Linked DNA regions of Ovis aries: region 1 is linked to region 2. A link is a contact called in public Hi-C data. All regions are on one chromosome and are shown on one strand. Each heading gives the region's core, a stretch centred on a gene start, on an enhancer-like site or on the middle of the called end of the contact. The rest is flanking DNA. Distances are from core to core; before and after follow the strand shown. Region 1 holds the start of CLMN (calmin). Region 2 overlaps CLMN (calmin).

Region 1 (4,264 bases), core at 1,436-3,935, 87 kb before region 2:
ACTGAGTACTATGGGAATTGTATAAGATGGGCACTCAGCTGGGTCTAAAGGTTTTGGAAGAGGTTCTCTTATGGTAGACATGATAGAGCAGGAATTAAGCCAGGTGAAGGTGAAGGGCAGGGAACAGGGAAGGGATCGGGCATTTCAGAGGGAGCAGAAGGAATCAAAGCCTGGAGGTGATTGGACAGGACCTGAACTTGATCAAAAAAGTGGAAAATCAGGATGGATGGAAAAGGAGGTGGCATAAGGACCAATCAGGGAGGGCCAGAGTCCAGAGACCCTGAAGGGACGAGGGAGTGATATGGACATATGAGTTCAGGGACTCTTCTTGGGCCTTGTTGAGGCCAGCATCATGCTCAGTGCTGAGTCAGGCTCCCAGCCCACTTTATAAAACCATCTAAAAGTTTCTTTCCACTTGGATACAAAGAAAGAACTTCTTTGGGCTGGCAATCCAACATCTGGTACACAGTCGGTTCTCCACCAATGGTGACTGAGGCCCCTCCTCGACAGGGAGGGGCTGCCGCCTATGCAATGGCTGCCAAAAGATGAGGTGTTCCCTTCACAGGAAGAGACATCTTTTTATCATGAAAGATGGCCCATCCCTGCAGCTAACATCCACGACGCTTGTTTAAAGCCCTCTGTTTCCTGAGATCTTGATGTCAAGGAAGGCTGATTCTCTTGGCTCTAGACTGGGGAAATAAAATGACTTTCGGCCTAACTTAGCCCATGACAATTATGAAAAATAAATTGAAGTGTAAAAACAGGTGATGGCTAGCAGATGGGGCAAAATTTAGGTGAGGCCTGGCTTCTTGCACCCTGCTCTGCAGGACACAGACACAGACCCTGCTCCCTGGAGTGTGAAATGACCATGCATTTTCTAATCAAATCAGGAAGAAGGCAGCACCAACCTCAGCCTGGGGGCATGTGCCCGGACACCAATGGGCTCCCGTTGGCAACATAGGGCCTCCATTGGGCTTCTAGACCCTCAGAGGAGGAGAGCCAGGGCAGGCTGGGAACTCCTGGGAAGGGCCTCGAGAGGTCAGAAAAGAACTTATTGGTTTTCTGTCTGATTGTAAAAATATATGCTCGTGGTGGGGAACTTGGCAAATGGAGAACAAGGAGAAAGAGAAAGCAAGCTAGAGCGATGGACCGGGACAGTTGGCTTCTCATTCATCTCCAGATGAAGTCCCCCCATGGGAGTGGTAGTGCATTCAGGCAGTCACCTCTGCCCCTGGCTGTGCCCCGGGGCTGCCTCCACTGACCTCCTGCCCCTGAAGCTGGCTCCTTTCATGTTTTAGACTCAGCTCCAGTTCAGTCCTCGGAGACCTCCCTGACCCCTGTCTGCACCCCAGTTACTTAGCCTGGGTGGATTTTTTTTTTTTTTTCCTGGAACTCACTTCTGTTTGTAATTGTCTCATTTCCTTGTTTGTTGGCTGGCCACCATTCCCAGGAATCTACCTGAGGGCCCTGCCTCAAGGGCACAGGGTCTGTGCATGGGTAGGGCTTCATTGTTATTTCTTAATTAGGGAGTAGCCCACCGAGGTTTCTAGTATTTCAACCACATGAATGTGGCAATGATGAACGTGGCCCATATGTATAAATATTCACTGAGCCCGGCCTGTTTTTTTTCCTCTCTTGGAATATCTCATATATACGCCATTCTCCTCCCCTCTCTTTCTCTGTGTGTCTGTTTGTTTTCTGGAAAGGGTCAGAGTACTGAGCTGGGGGCAGGGACCTCACGTCCCTAACTCCCTCTCCAGTCTTTGGCAAATTCCAGGACTCCAGTGCCTCTTTTTTCTTTTCTGTGTTTGAAAAGCCAATAAAGTATTCTGCCTAAGGTATGAGTTGTGCGCCCCAAATAAGATCCTGGAACTCTCAAGACTCAAAAGAAACAGGGAAGAAACACACACACACCCCACGGAAAAGTCCATACTCTTTCGTTTTCAGTAAAGCCCCAGAGAGGGTCGCTTGGAGACTGAGGTGCCCTAGTGTTGGCCGCTTTCCCCTCCTTCCTAGAATCTGGGGTTACTTCTGTACTGGATCCCCGCGGAACAGGTTCCCAATATCCAAACCCTGAAAAGAAATCTGGAGAGAGAACCCCCAGACTCCATCTGCACACTCGCTGGCCCCTTTCCCAGGCCCTGGCCGGTGCCCGAGCGTCCCAGGGGCGGATGGGCACGGCTTGGGGCGCCCCCACTCCGTCGGGGGCTGCCTCCCCGAACTGAGCGGGGGCAAGGGGCCTGGGATACAAGGGTGTGCCTGTCAGGGTCCTAGGTGGGACGGGAGCGGGGTGGGGGGAGGCGCTGGGAGTCAGGGTGGAGGGCGTATCAGGGACCCGCGGGGTGGCGTCACGCGACTCGCCGCCCGCTGAAACATCACAATCTGGGGGCAGGGACCCCGCGCCTCATCACCAACCCTTTTGCAACCACACAATCCCAGCCACAAACACCCCGGAAAAAAAAAAAAAAAAAGGAAAGAAACCGGCCGGAGTCCAGCCTCCCTCCCCGCCCCGCCCCGCCCCTCCCCTCGGCCCCCCGGGCCCCCGCCCCCGGATGGGGGAGTGAGCGCTCGCCCGGCGCCCCGCACCCGCCGCCCCGCGCCCGCCCGCTGCCCGCCCGCGGCGGGGGCGGCCCGCCGCGCGCTCGCCCGCCCCGCCCGCGCCCCGCCCGCGCCCGCGCTCCTCCGGCTCCGCGGCGCCCTCGCCGGGTGCGTGCCGCTCGCACGCCCGCCCGCCCGGCTCTCCGCGCCCGCCGCCCGCGCCCGGCCGCGGCGCCCCGGCCCTCCCGCCCGCGCTTCATGGCTGCGCAGGAATGGGACTGGTTCCAGCGCGAGGAGCTCATCGGACAGATCAGCGACATCCGAGTCCAGAACCTGCAAGGTAGCGCGCCCCCGACTCCCCGGAGAGGGGCGCCGATCGGGGGGAGCCCGGCGCCCCAGGGGCCGCTCCCCGCCCCCACCGACCGAGCTCCGACCCGCGCCGCCCCCAGCCCGCTCCTGTCTCCGTCCTGTCACTTACTGGGGGCCCTGGCGGGGGGCGGGGGTATGGCGGAGAGACACCGGCCCTCAAACCCGGGCATTGCCGCCCCCGGGCCAGATGAACAGGGACCCGGGAGTGGGGTGGCACACGTGTGTGTGTGTGTGTGTGTGTGTGTGTGTGTGTGTGTGTGTGTGTGTGTGTGTGTGGTGGGGGGCATCCCATTTGCTTTGTGGAAGGGACGTCACGACTCCCCCTCCAGCCACAGCTGCGAGTTTGGAGAAGTTTGTACTTGGGCTCTTGGGGGTGGTGGCCCAGGTCAGGGAGGGGAGGAGAAAGTGCGTTTGCGTGTGTGTGTGTGTGTGTGTGTGTTCGAACATAGTTCCTAAGTACCTCCAGGGCTAGGGGAATTGAATGGGGGGCGGCGCCTCGCTGTGGCCGAGGAGAAGGAGGTCAGAGGCGCGGATCCGTGGGGTCAAGATACCGCTTTGTTCCGGGAGCTGCGGCGGGGGGTGGGATAAGGGCGAGAGGCCCGCCCGCGGCGCGGGACGCTGGGACCTGTGTGTATCTTGGGACAAGGTGAAAGAGAAGCTTGGGAGCCAGCAAGTCTGACCTGGGCTGGGAGGGGGGCGGGGGGCGGGGGGCGGTGGGGCGTCTCCCGCCACAGATGAAGAGTCTTTATCTTCCCGAGGAGTCTGTCCATTGTGGAAACTTAGAAAGCACAAACATATTTAAAGGAAAAACTTCACCCACAGTCTCCTCCTGGTAACCCATTCATGCACCACACATCCAAAGAAAGCTGCTTTTTGTGGAGGTGTACTTCCAGCCTATCTCTTTTCACATATGAACTCTGCCGAACTGGACCGAGTTTCACCTCTGGGCTCTCTTCACTCATATAGACCCTGGCAGGGAAGTTTAGCAGCTTCCTCTTCAGGCTTGGATTTCTAGAGATTCTGTGGTTAGGGGGTGACTCAGAGAGAGCTGGGAGGCCTGGACAGAGAGGTAATGGGGTGGGGTGGTGGGTCCCCCCTCTCATTCCAAGTGGGCAGGGTGCAGTCTTGAAAGGGGTGACCAGGCAGTCAAGTTTAATTAAACATTACACCTGGTAGAATATTTCCTGGGAGCCCACATGGTCTGCTCCACCCCTAGGCTGGGCAGGGACAGTGTAGGCAGAGGTGACTTGAAGTGGGGAGGAAGGGAGCCCTGTGCACTGGACACTGGAAATCGAGTTTGTTCTGGGCTCCCCTGAACCTTTTCTGCTGTGATTGGTGTAAAACAAGGAGGATTGAG
Region 2 (4,212 bases), core at 845-3,344:
TTTTTTCTTCAGATCACTGATCTGCCACTTTCTTTCCCCCTCTTCCGCAGTGCAACCCACCTCTAGAAGTTAAAGATTTATTCGTCGATATACAAGATGGCAAAATCCTAATGGCTTTGTTGGAAGTCCTGTCTGGGCGGAATCTGGTACGTATGTTCCAGAAGGGTTGGGAGGAGGTAAAAATTAAACGAAAACACTGCCCGTAGTTCTTTTCCATACAGTTGTCTATGTCTGTACATATATCTGGCCATCCATAAGTTCCTGTGATGGGACACTTAGGAGGGTGACATTCCTTTCTCAGCGACTAAGGCTGATATAATCATGTATAACTAAGTAAATATACCTTAGCAAGTCAACAAATACCCCATGTTTTCTGTGAGTCCAAAGCTGAAGATGTTAACTGGATCAGGAGTGTTTAGCTGGCCAGCCATTCAGTTAATTAGAATGAGAGCTAAGATTCAGGAATATGGACGAGAAAGACATCTTATCAACCAGATTCTATAAATTCACCCCGTGGCTAAAGCTAGATATACAGAATTCTAGAACCTTCTTGTGACTATGGCTGAAACTGAATTGAACCAGCTGGTCTTGAGGTTCATTCCAACTTGGATCTTTGCCAAAGTGCTCCACGTTGCCTTGTCTGATTTGTGCACGTCAGTCCTCTTGCCCGGATTCACCGTGCAGTGTTTTACAACTTCGGCGCTGTTGGCATTTCGTTCTGTTTCATTTTGAATTTATAATTTAGTTGATTGCACTGAGTGCTCGTTGCTGCACGCAGGCTTTCTCTAGTTGCGGTACTCGGGCTTCTGATCGCGGTGGCTTCTTTTACTGTGGGCACAGGCTCTAGGGCACGTCGGCTCCAGGAGTTGCAGCTCAGGGGTTCTAGAGCATGGGCTCAGCGGCTGTGGTGCATGGACTTATTTGCTCCGAGGCACGTGGAAGCCTCCCGGACCAGGGAATGAACCCGTGTCCCCTGCATTGGCTGACCTGGTCAGTGCCGATGTGTGACAGCATCCTTGGTTTCTATCCACTGGATACCAGTAGCACCACAGGTGTGACAACCAAAAATGTCCCCAGGCACTGCCAGATATTCCTTGATGGCGGAGGGGGGTCCAAGGATCTGGTTAGAGTACCAGAGGTGTCAATTTTGAGAAACGGGCTCTAGAGTCCAGTGTTTGGCCTACATGACCCAGTGTGGCTGATATGAAAGTGTCTCTGTAGGGCCCCAGCTCTACCAAACCACAGTTCAGCCAATGCAGACCTCTCTGGGTTTGCTCTTAACTCTGGGTTTAAAATCAAGAGCTCCAGCTTCAGTTCTCAGTTCTAAGGCAGCTAGAGTCTTACGCAACCCCTCACCTCTTTCTTGCCTTTCTTTTTCCAGTAGCCACCCCCAAGGGGGCTGTACCAAGTGACATGAATGAATTCTCATGAATGGTAGACCCACTGTGGTAGAAAGAGTACTTGGTTTCTTGACAGATCTCACTGTGGGCTGGCAGCATAGTCCTCAAAGGCTTCCTGAAAAAGCATATTCTAGTCCCTGGTTCTGTGTTGCCAGTAGCCCAGGCTCCCACTTTGTTGCCTGCGCACTGATTGGGAGCTGCTATAGCCTCAGTGGGAAGGGAGGCTCTGTTGGGAGTGTTTGATCCGGGAGTCCAGCCGAGAACAGCCAAGACCTCACCTGTGAGTTCACCTGGCAGTTCATACCGTGTACAAGGGATACCCACTGGCTTGCCTGTTAGTGTGAAGCACTCACCCAAAGGGGCAGGGGCGGGCTTCTGTTTCAGGATGAGTTTCCTCTGCCGGTGCTCCTAGCGTGTGCAGCGAGCATCGTCAGAGTTCTTGCTTCTGCAAGCCGCTTTCTCTCTTCCTCTTTGGGTTTCTCTGTGTCTCTCTGTGTCTGTCTCTTTCCTGGTGTCTCTGTCTCTCTGTGTTTCTGTCTCTGTCCCTATCTTTCTCTCCCTCTGTCTCTCTGATGTGGGACACATGTCCACCAAGCCCTTGGCCAGAAATCAGAAACATCTGTGGCCGCCGGGGAGGGTTTGCTGGATGATTTAGCAGCTGTGGGTGACGCTCCCGGCTGGCGCTCTCTGCCTTGACAAACAGCATCAGCGCAGAGAGGAGAGCATGTCACCGATGGTCTCTGGGGGAGGGAGGTGTATCAAAAGCCAGGAGCTGGGTCAGAGAGGGAAATCTGACAAATCTGCTCCCTATTTAATCCCTGAGTTCCCCTCCCTCACTAACACAAGTGAGTTTGGTCCCAGAAACCATAAATAAGGCGAACCTTGGGGACCCCTGAGACTACGGTTGTGTGTCCCAGGGCCCCGTGCATGGGTTTGGATGTGGTCCATGCAGGCTCTGCTGTGAGCACCATCCTTCTCTTGAGATTCATGTGAAAAAGGTAAAGAAAAAGACAAGCGCGTCCAGTGTTACCGCCGGGACCCGAGTGCCTGTCTGGGCTTAACTGCTTGTGTTGTCCTGTTCTGTGTTACAGCTGCACGAGTACAAATCCTCATCCCATCGTATTTTTCGGTTAAACAACATAGCGAAAGCACTTAAGTTTTTGGAAGATAGCAATGTAAGTATCTGAAACACATCTTGTTCACAGAGCCTTCCCTGAGACAAAAAAAAAGACATGATTTGAAGTCTAGTGCTGGTCACAAGAGACACTGGTAAAGGGGTCCTTGCTAAGACAGTCAGATGGAACAAGTTGAAATGTTAACGGAGCTCCATCAGTCGAGATACAGCTAATCCATCAGGCGAGATGCAGTCCCTGATTCCTTGCCCACCAGCCCCTCCAGCTCCATCAGGATGAAAACTCCGGTGGATGCCTGGGCGTGGGAAGGGAAGAAATGCTGAGTGGCTCTCAGGTGTTCAGAATTTAGTTGACGTTTTCCTTTTCACTTTGGGGGACAAGAGTACAGTGAAGAGCCAGGGCCCTGTGACTCCTAGAGGGGTGGGATGTGGTGGGAGGTGGGGCATGGTTCAAGAGCGAGGGAACATATGTATACCTATGGCAGATTCAGGTTGATGTATGGCAGAAACCATCACGATATGGTAAAGCAATTACCCTCTAATTTTAAAAAGAGTACAGTGAGCATGTCAGGGTGTAAAACTTGTTCTTAGCACTCAGAATATGGCAGAAGCAAGGAAGGGAAGGGGGCTAACAGCCAGAGGAAAATCACGTAATTCTGTCCTCTTTGATAGAATTTTCCAGACTTAAATTAGCCTTTTTTGTGTGTTTTGAACTCTGCTTTGTGTCCTTCAAAAATGGGAGGGAATGGCCCCAGAGAGATACAATTTCCAAAGTTCCCCTTTCATTAAGTTTCATCAGTTACTCTGGGTGAAAAGCCCTCAGCTCACCTGCCACGTCGGCATGTACAGTAGAACGTCATCACAAAGTGCTGTTTGTTTGGCGTTCCTGGGTCATAAGGGGATCTAATCTGGGCTGATTTATGCAGCAAAGGAATGTATTGAAAGGATGCCAAGAAGTCACAGGGTGACTTCAAAGACCGGGGAATCAGGGATGGAGCCCAAGACTGCTAAACGCCAGGACCACTGCAGAGCCCTGCCCCCTCTGAACGCAAGGACCCACGTGGGCACGGCTGTCACTACCCTGTCCCTCTGCCCCCACTCCCACAGCCCCTGGAAGGAACTCTCAGCGTCACTTATTCAAGTTCAAAGGCCTGGGCTGATAAGCCTGCATCCTCACCCATGTCCTGGCTGCCAAGTGCGGAGAAAAGTGGTTTTGGCTTTTGAAGAGGGAGGTGGGCTCTGCCTCCCATACTGTGGGGAAAGACCCGACCTAGGAGGTGGTTCAGATGGTGGTGACCAAAGGGCATGGCCCAGTTCACAGCACCATCATTCGTAGTAGCCCAAAGGTGGGAGCAACCCACAAAGGCATGAATAAAGCACGGTCTGCCCATGCAGTGGAATATTATTCCACCATGAGAAAGAATGGAGTGTTGATACAAGCCTCAGTGTGGATGGAACTTGAAAACATTATGGCAGATGCTGGACCGCAAGGACCACTTCTTCTAAAACATTCCTGTGATACGTCTGGCACAGGGAAATCGCTCGAGTCAGAAGACGGATGAGTGTATGCTCACGGTTGAGAGGAATTGGGAGATTAGACAGGTGACAGTTAAAAGGTACAGGATTTCTTTCTGAGGTGATGAGAGTGCACTAAAATTATGGTAATGCTAAAAAACCATG

Evidence for each region. Hi-C and Micro-C count contacts between places; a contact is called where the count stands out from the background.
Region 1: a Hi-C map of hypothalamus shows a contact between it and region 2, with 2.0 times the contacts expected there. The contact joins the promoter of CLMN here to the enhancer-like site in region 2. A contact is called at or near these places in 2 of 16 Hi-C or Micro-C datasets (hypothalamus and liver).

Annotation. Positions count from the first base shown.
Region 1 is chr18:57,896,925-57,901,188 of ARS-UI_Ramb_v3.0, reverse strand. CLMN (calmin) reads left to right here and starts at 2,685. Exons shown (of 14, transcript XM_042235441.2): 1 at 2,685-2,878. The coding sequence starts at 2,797.
Region 2 is chr18:57,809,398-57,813,609 of ARS-UI_Ramb_v3.0, reverse strand. CLMN (calmin) reads left to right here. Exons shown (of 14, transcript XM_042235441.2): 3 at 51-146; 4 at 2,492-2,575. Among named protein-coding and RNA genes, the nearest start is that of DICER1, 63 kb to the right of the region's middle. Within about 2 kb of position 2,094, at least 9 of the 54 cell types and tissues checked have an H3K27ac peak or open chromatin away from gene starts, as enhancers often do. A contact at or near this core is called in hypothalamus, where this site is marked.